2 separate regions of the Sus scrofa genome follow, and region 2 is linked to region 1. A link is a contact called in public HiChIP or PLAC-seq data. All regions are on one chromosome and are shown on one strand. Each heading gives the region's core, a stretch centred on a gene start, on an enhancer-like site or on the middle of the called end of the contact. The rest is flanking DNA. Distances are from core to core; before and after follow the strand shown. Region 1 holds the start of PRR5L (proline-rich protein 5-like). Region 2 holds the start of TRIM44 (tripartite motif-containing protein 44).

Region 1 (4,122 bases), core at 879-3,378:
GGAAACTCTCATACTGTACCTGTGAAGGTTCCTGATGGACTTGTCACCTCTGGCCCAGCTCCTGCATTACAGCTGGAGCACAAGCTTTTTACCTTTATAACAAAGGCCATGTGACGACACAGGGAAAAGATACCATCTACAAGCCAAGGACAGAGGCCCATACCTTGGCCCCAGACTTCAAGCTTCCAGGACTCTGAGGACATAAATTTCTGTAGTTTAAGCCACCCCCTCTGTATATTAGCTTTGGCAGTCCAGGCTGACTAATACAGACTGCTCAGATGCAGGGGGACTAAGAATAGTCTCAGGCACCTGCTTCAAGGGACTGGCAGCTTAGAGGGTTTTCTGAAGAATCCACAAAATCCAACCATGAGACAAAGAATCAGGTTAATTGCCTACCAGGCCCAGCCAGGGGGATGCCAGCGTCCCACAGCGTTAACCAGGTGAGAACTTCCTGCTCCCCTTCCTTCCCCCTCTCCCACCAGGGGGCAGAAGCCTCAGTTAGCCAGGTGGAAGTACTGGGTGGGAAACCAGAAACTGACAACAGACTCCCTTTCCCAGCTCCCCCCGAGAGGCAGGGGAGGTGGTGGCAAAGAGGAGTGTCCGCTTGGAAGGAAGTTTGAAGGTCTGGGTTATTGCACAGACCTGGATGTATCAATTACTCAACTGAGACATTGTTGAAACTAGAAAGGTAAGCAAGCAGAAGAGCCAGGGACCTGCCCTAATTTTCACCCCAGGGCAAGGAAAGAGTAGGGCCCTACAAAAAAATTAAGGGGCAGAGATAGACAAAAATAAAGCTGGCTTCCTGCATATAGCCAGCGAGTCCTGTTTATTTAACATCTGTCCTCCCACCTATGTGGCAGCTTGGCCTGTCTCTGGCCAAGGAAGAGGTGACACACATTGAGCGATTATCATTCCAAATCCCTCCCTGTCCCCACCGGGCAGTTCCATCTTCTCGAGCTTGGCGAAAGCTGAGGACAACAGGCGAACCATTTAAGAGCGTCTGAGTTTCTGAAATGGATAACTCAGTGCTGCTGTTCGGCAAAGCCAGGGACGGAACGCCACACTCCAGGCCTCGTGACCCGGACAAAGAGACTCACTGCAAACCAAGCATTACTCACAGGGCTGGGCAGGCATTCGATTCACCTAATCCTGCAGAGTATTCAATCAGAATTGTGTTCAAACCCTGATTCTGCCCCCAGACAGCTGTGCGATCCTGGGTAAATTGCTTAATGTCTCTGTACTTCATTTGTAAAAAGGGGATGATTAAAGTTAACTCATCCCAGAGAGTTATTATGTAGAATTAATGAGGAAATAGAAGCAAACCATTTAGAACCTTGCCTGCCACCAGGTAAGGGACTCAGTACACATAGTTATCATTAGAGATCAAAGTCCTTCCAAGTGGAACCCTGCAGTAAGCTCGGTCTATTGTAAAGACCATTACACAAGAGGCACGGTGGTGTGCAGCACAGATTCTAGCACCAGGCTGCCTGGGTGGCACTCAGGCAAGAATGGAAAGCACGTTGTATTTTCTATAACTGCTATCAGGACAGTCAGCTCCACATAGTCATATGTCTACATGTCCGACACACAGAGTTAGCGCTTCATGATGGCAGCTATCATTAGAGGACTAGTCATCTCAACAAACCCACGGGGACCTTGACGTTTCCGGTCACCCAAAGACATCAAAGGCATGGAGTGGAGATCAGACAGGAAGAGTGCTTCCCTAGTCTAGAGGCTGCCGAACTTGACCTCAGTAGCTTTTTCATCTTTGTTTACCAGCAGACAGCGGCTCTCAAGCAAACAGGGTGTCTTGAAAGCAGAAAGCCATCCTCCTCTGGCTAGACCTGCAGCCGTGACCTCCAACCCCCACGCCCCACCAGCTGCTTCCAGACTCTCACCTGCGTTCCCTGGTCTGGTTCCTTCCTCCAGGGCAGGTCCCACCTGGCCAGGGAAAGGTGAGGTGCCACAGCCTTTCAGCCTCCATGGAGCCCAGCTCTCCCTGGGCCCATGTGTCCACTCAGCTCCCACTGCTCGGGGCCCCGAGGACTGCCAGAGGAGCAGGCGGAAAAGATGAAAAGCTGACACTCCCCGCAGGAAGTAATTGTTTAGCTGTTTTCAGCACTGAAAAAAACAAGCGTAACATTGGAGAAAGGAGAGCAAAGTGCCATTCAAGGCCATTGTCACGGCCTCCTCTCTGTGCATCGAGGAGACAAAGAGGCCCTGTGTGGGCGAGGACAATGCTCCGTGTTACCAGCCACTTCTGTGTTACTCCTGGGGACGGGAATGAGGCCACAGTGCCCTCCCGGGCCTGATGCTCACTGGACTTTGCTAATCACAGCCACCCGGCCAGTCAGCACTGGGAGAGCAACTTCAGACTCCCAGCCCACAGTGTTCTGTAATGGGGAGCAGGCGACACCCCATCAGGGGTGAGCACCTGGGTATGCGCCAGTCTTCTGGGCATGGCAAATTGCCAAGTACCCCTTTCCTTTCCCTTGCCTCCTCTCTTAACATGTTTTCAGAGACTCACCACAAGTTAGAGCTGAAAAAAAATCAGGGTGTCATCTCTTCAAATCCTCCAGTGCCGGCCTCAGGGCAGCCGCAATTGCTAAGACCAGATCATTCCTTACATAGTAGCGATTGCACCCCCTTATTAACCAGACACCCAGGTAGGAGCAAGCTCACAAAATGAGGCTCCTGACTTTAAATCCTGGTCCTGCTACTAATTACCCAAGCACTGTCCGTTTTTTTTTTCTCCCAGCCTTAGTTTTTCCACCTGTAAACTGGGATCATTCTTGGGTTAGTGAGGATTAAATGAGTTAATACATGTAAAACTCATAGAGAATTATGTGGCTTATAAAAATTGCTCTAGAAGCATGAATGACAAATTAGACGCTCACATTACACTTGCAATTTGCTTAGACTCATGAGGAGATGCTAAGGGCATGGCTGGAACCCCAGGATCTCAAACACCCAAATTCAGCCTCACCACCTATTATGGCCTAAGTTTTCCCCATTAGGTCCCTCAGGGAAGTTGGGCACCCAACAAATATCCACAGGGATAAGGCAGGTGACCAATGTATAGAGAGGACCAACGGCGACACTGCAGAGAGCAATGGGGACAGTGGGGATTCAAGCACTCGTGCCAGTGTTTGGGGGCAGCCAGGGCTCAGCTCTAGGCAACTGTTGTAACGTGAAAAGGTAGGAATGGCATGGCCAGGCCCGTCCATCTTTAAAGCAAAGCTGGAAAGCTAGATCTTTGTGTCAGATTTCCCTATTTTGAAACTGGTGTTTCCCGAGACACTGTTCATACAAAGTGAGCCTGGAATCATGCAGCTTGTGATGCCCGATCTGGACACAGAGGGCATTTCCAAGCCAGCACATATCTGTCATTTTCAGGTCTTCTGGCCTCAATTTGCCTGCAGTTTCCTGGTGAGATGATCAGGTCACTTTAAAGCCCCTCCTTGACCTGGAGCAAGTGGCACCAGATCAATAAAGATGAGCAGCCCTGTCTCCCTGGATACCTGCCCTCATCTCAGTTCATGAATTGGGAGTGAGGAAATGGAAAACCAGGGGCCTCTCCCTAAAGTGCCACAGCCCTTTGGCCTACTCCACCTACTGCTGGTGTTCCTCTGATAAAGCCTGGACTTAAGGGTGGGACCAAAGGGAAGACTGAGGGCTTAAGCCCCCATAATCTCCATCACCTCAAGTGCACATAAGTAGTCTAAGTGACCAAAAGTGCTTGCGAGGCACACACAACTTCCAAACAAGATTGCTCATAATGAGATAGCACTTCCCACCCACTGGGATGGCTATCCTCCAAAAGACAGATAATAACAAGTGTCAGCGAGGATGTGGAGAAACTGGAACCCTCAGACACTGCTGATGGGAATGCAAAATGGTGCAACTGCGTTTGCAGACAGTCTGGCAGTTCCTCAAAAAGTTAAACACAGAGTTACCATATGATCCAGCCATTTCACTCCTGGGTATACACCCCAAGAACTATGAAAACATAAGTCAACCCAAAAACTTGTTTGAAAGTGTTCATGGCAGCATTACTGATGACAGCCAAAAGGCAGAAACAACCCAAGTATCTATCAACTGATGAACGGAGACACACAGTGT
Region 2 (4,122 bases), core at 837-3,336, 570 kb after region 1:
GACTTTCTTCCCTAGTTAATTTCAGCAGTCTCTCCACTGATTATAAATATCCACACCATAAATAAAAGGCGAATCCTTTACAAATTCATTCATTCAACAAATATTTACTAGTATTTATAATATTTCCAAACACTGTTCTAGGGGATCAGCAAGGTTCAAGATAGATAAAAGCCCTGCCCTTTTGCAAAAGATAAAGGACACAGTCACCTCCACTCCCTCCCAATTTTGCCTCAACCCTCTTATCCTCCTTTCCAAACAAGCACCAAACATGAAGAACCTAAAAGGAATTCACCGTATACATAAAGTTATTATTAAAGCCATAGCCTTTGAGTTCTCACTGTGGCACAGTGGGTTAAGAATTCAATTGCAGCAGCTCGGGTCCCTGGGGAGGATCGGGTTGGATCCCCAGCCCTGCTGCAGTGGGTTAAAGGATCCCACCTTGCCAGAGCTGCCATAAGTCACAGCTGCAGCTCGGATTCAATCCCTGGCCCAAGAACGTCCATGTGCTGCAGGTGCAGCCATAAAAAACAAAAACAAAAACAAAAACCCACAAACAAAAAAAGAACAAAAAAAATCCCATAATCTTAGGAAGTCTTTACAGAGGAACTATCTGCTTGACTTCATCTGACTAAACCATGGTTCGTCCTGTTTTCAAGAAGACAAAGTAACTGCCCTGTCAAGAGCCTTGAGTCGAGGCCCTTAGTCTCAACAATGGAGATACTGTGGGAACTAGCTTAAGTGGAGCCAATATCCAAAGAATGTTTTACTTGGGATCCGAAGAGTTGCCATTTTCTGGGAATTGGATACTAGATTTTGTGTATACATTAATATGTTTCTTGAGTCCAGAAACTTTCATCTGATTCTCAAAGCAGTTCAATCAGAAAAGGTCCATAAGCACTGCTCCCAACAAGCTGAACAGACCAACCTTTGGGGGACAAGGTGAAAGGTGAGTGTGACCCCAGGAAAGCCACCTGAGTTGCAACCCAGGTGTCCTGACCGCTAGGCCTGTACTCTGAATGCCCAATACTTACTCTTAGTTCTTCGAAGGCTTCATCTAGGGTGGAAAGCTGATGACCCTGGTGAGCCCCAATGACTGGGCACAGGACACAGATGAGCTGCTTATCTTCCTGGCAATAGGTACTCAAATCGAGCCCATGGTCCAGACACTTCCTCTTGGCCACTCGCTCTGCTTCCATTTCTATTTCCGGATCAAATTCGCTTTCTGCCTCAGTTTCTCCCTCTGCCTCTGATTCTCCTTCTTGGTTGTCTTCCTCTGCTTCACTCTCTTGCTCATCCTCCATTTCCTCCTCACTGTCCTCCTCACTCTCTTCCTCGCTCTCATCCTCACTCTCTTCCTCCGTCTCGCTCTCTTCTTCGGACTCACTGTCTTCCTCAGACTCGCTCTCTTCCCCTGCCTCGCTTTCTAGGGCCTTCTCCTTCTCCACCTGGGCCTCGACTTCTTCCTCCCCTGTGCCGCCCCCTTGAGGTCCCGAGGCCCAGGCCTGGTGAGCACCGTGGACGTACTCGGCCAGGTGGTGCCGGGGGAACTTCTGCCCGTGCACCTCCGCATGACGGTGGCAGTAGCAGAAGCCACATTCTCGGCACACTTCCTCGGCCCCCGGAGCCTCGTCGGGCTCGCACTCATCACACGTGCCATCGTGCGGCAGCTCCTCGAAGGCCGCGCCCCCTCCGGAGGCCATGTGGGGGCCGTGCAGCGGCCCGGGGCTCAAGCCCACCGAGCTGGCCGCCTGGCCTCGGCGCGGCCTCCTTGCGTCTTCCTCCCCACCCGGGAGCCGTCCCGGGCAGCTGCCGCACCGCGTTCCACAGCCCCGCTGCCACCTACTCCTACAGCCCCCGCCAGGCCCAGGAGCACACACCCCGCCTTCTCGCCGGCTCCACGGCTAGGCACCCTCTGAGCTTCCTGCAGCTGCCGGGGCACTTCCGGCGCGGCCGTCCCGCGCCCCCGTCGGCCCCTGCGCCACGCCGCCCGCTCGCCCTCCCCGCTGCCCTGGCGAGAACACGGCACGATGGGCCCTCGCGCCGCCCCGGTTCCACTTTCCCTCTCAGCGTCAGGAGGCCCCCTTTTACTTCCTGAGTCATTTAAAGTGGCACTGGCCCTTTTCCGCTTTTCCCGCGGGGGCTCAGCATCCTCAGAAGGAGGGGGAGAATGGATGAGGTCTCCCACTTGCTCACGCTTACTCTGGAGGCAGAGGATTGGGCCCTGCACCCTCCACTCCTTCCCAGGAGGTGTCGGCCTGACTTTTCAAAGCCACTGGGCAGGTGTACAGGTGCATTTCAGTCTCTCTCCTTCCAGATTGTTACTGCCTGTTCAGTCTCCGTTGTGGCCTTTCTGCAAGGTGTGTGGACGGAGGGTTGTTTACCAGACTGAACCTTCCCCCTTGGCATTTCCAAGGGCCCAAGGAACAGTTATGTTTGTTCTCCTAGGCTCAGGGAATCAGAGTCAGGGCGAGCAAACACATTTTTGATCTAAAGCAATACTATGCTTTGTCTGTTTGCAAAGTGTGTTTGCATTCCTCCTCTCCTAGGGCTCAGAACTTCTAGGGTGGTAACCTCTGCACCTGCGCCTTTTTTCTTTTTAGAGAGAGAGAGAGAGAGCTTGCCTTGGGTTTGGCAGAGATGTCAGGTGAAGTAGTTGAGGCAAGACAGTATTTGTGGAATGAGAGTTCCAGTGTGCAGTCATTTTCCTTTCCATAAGGAGACTTAGTTCAGATTAAGTTCCAAAAGAAAGGAAACTGTTATTTATGAACCAAAACTAAAGTGCCAAGAATGGGACTAGATCTTTTTACTGCTCTTTATAAACCAGGTTGGGAAGAGCTACTGCCAGAAGATCCCCACATTCTGGTACTACAACTTACTGGCTTTGTGACCCTGGAGAAGTTATTTGATCATTCTGTTTTCCAGTGTGTGTGTAAAGTGGAAATTATAATAATACTGACTTCATGGGGCTAGTTTGTGGATGATATGTAAAGATGCCTGCTTTGCAGAGTATTCACTACATTTTAACTATTATCATTGGCCCTCATTAGACTTAGTGCACATAATAAGCCTTTGGAGGAGGTTTTAAACATTTTTAGCACATTGGACATTTGGGCTGGCTGCTGGTAGTGTAAGCCACCCCCCCACACACACACACCTTTTACTCCATATCTGTGTCTCTCCATTCATAGAAGAGCTTTTGATTTGTATTTGAGAGAGGAAATGGATGTTTTGATCTAGTCAGGCGAGAGGCTGGGGTGTGGTTGAAAAGAAGGAAGGAGGATAGGATTGTGTCTGTTTTTCATTGATTCCCCTAGATACTTTTGAGCTAAGATTTCCAAATGATCTTCACAGAAATGTCAGGGGATTAGGTGGGTAAAAAATCATTTAAAATAATGTTTAGGAGTTCTCATCATGGCGCAGTGGTTAACGAATCCAACTAGGAACCATGAGGTTGTGGGTTTGATCCCTGGCCTTTCTCAGTGGGTTAAGGACCTGGCATTGCCGTGAGCTGTGGCATAGGTCACAGACACAGCTTGGATCCCATGTTGCTGTGGCTCTGGCATAGGCCGGCAGCTACAGCTCCGATTCAACCCCTAGCCTGGAAACCTCCATATGCCACGGGAGCAGCCCCAGAAAAGGCAAAAAGACAAAAAAAAAAAATGATGTTTAATATTTTCACATATAATGAATGTGTGCTTAATTTCTGGGAAGCTTTTTCAGACATCTTACTGTGAGAAAAAAAATTTTGTTTTATTTACCTCAGAACAATTCTGTAGAATGGGGGGGGGGATATTCCAAAGGTTTGTTTGGTTCTAATTCCATATACATTTCTATTTTTCTCCAGTTCATTTCTCCAGAAATTATTTCTCTGCCTGCATTCTAAACAAGGATTAAATTGATGCACCATTCCAACAAAAATATTCAATAATTGTTGACTCAAACATCAATGTCAGTGTACTTATGAAAGTGTTTCTTGCTTATTTCTGCCTCCTCAAGCGTAAAAGGAAATAACTTAGCCTTTACAAGTATAACTTTATCACATTTAAAAATAGTTTGTCAATGAAAATAATTTTTTAATGTCTTAAAAGTACATGTTTTTGTGTCCAAGGTCTTTAATAGGGA

Evidence for each region. HiChIP or PLAC-seq counts read pairs in DNA pulled down with a chosen protein or histone mark.
Region 2: an H3K27ac HiChIP or PLAC-seq map of alveolar macrophages shows a contact between it and region 1. The contact joins the promoter of TRIM44 here to the promoter of PRR5L in region 1.

Annotation. Positions count from the first base shown.
Region 1 is chr2:24,810,514-24,814,635 of Sscrofa11.1, forward strand. It overlaps PRR5L (proline-rich protein 5-like), which reads right to left and starts at 2,129. Exons shown (of 11, transcript XM_021083180.1): 1 at 1,899-2,129.
Region 2 is chr2:25,376,652-25,380,773 of Sscrofa11.1, forward strand. TRIM44 (tripartite motif-containing protein 44) reads right to left here and starts at 2,087. Exons shown (of 5, transcript XM_003122865.4): 1 at 1,032-2,087. The coding sequence starts at 1,700.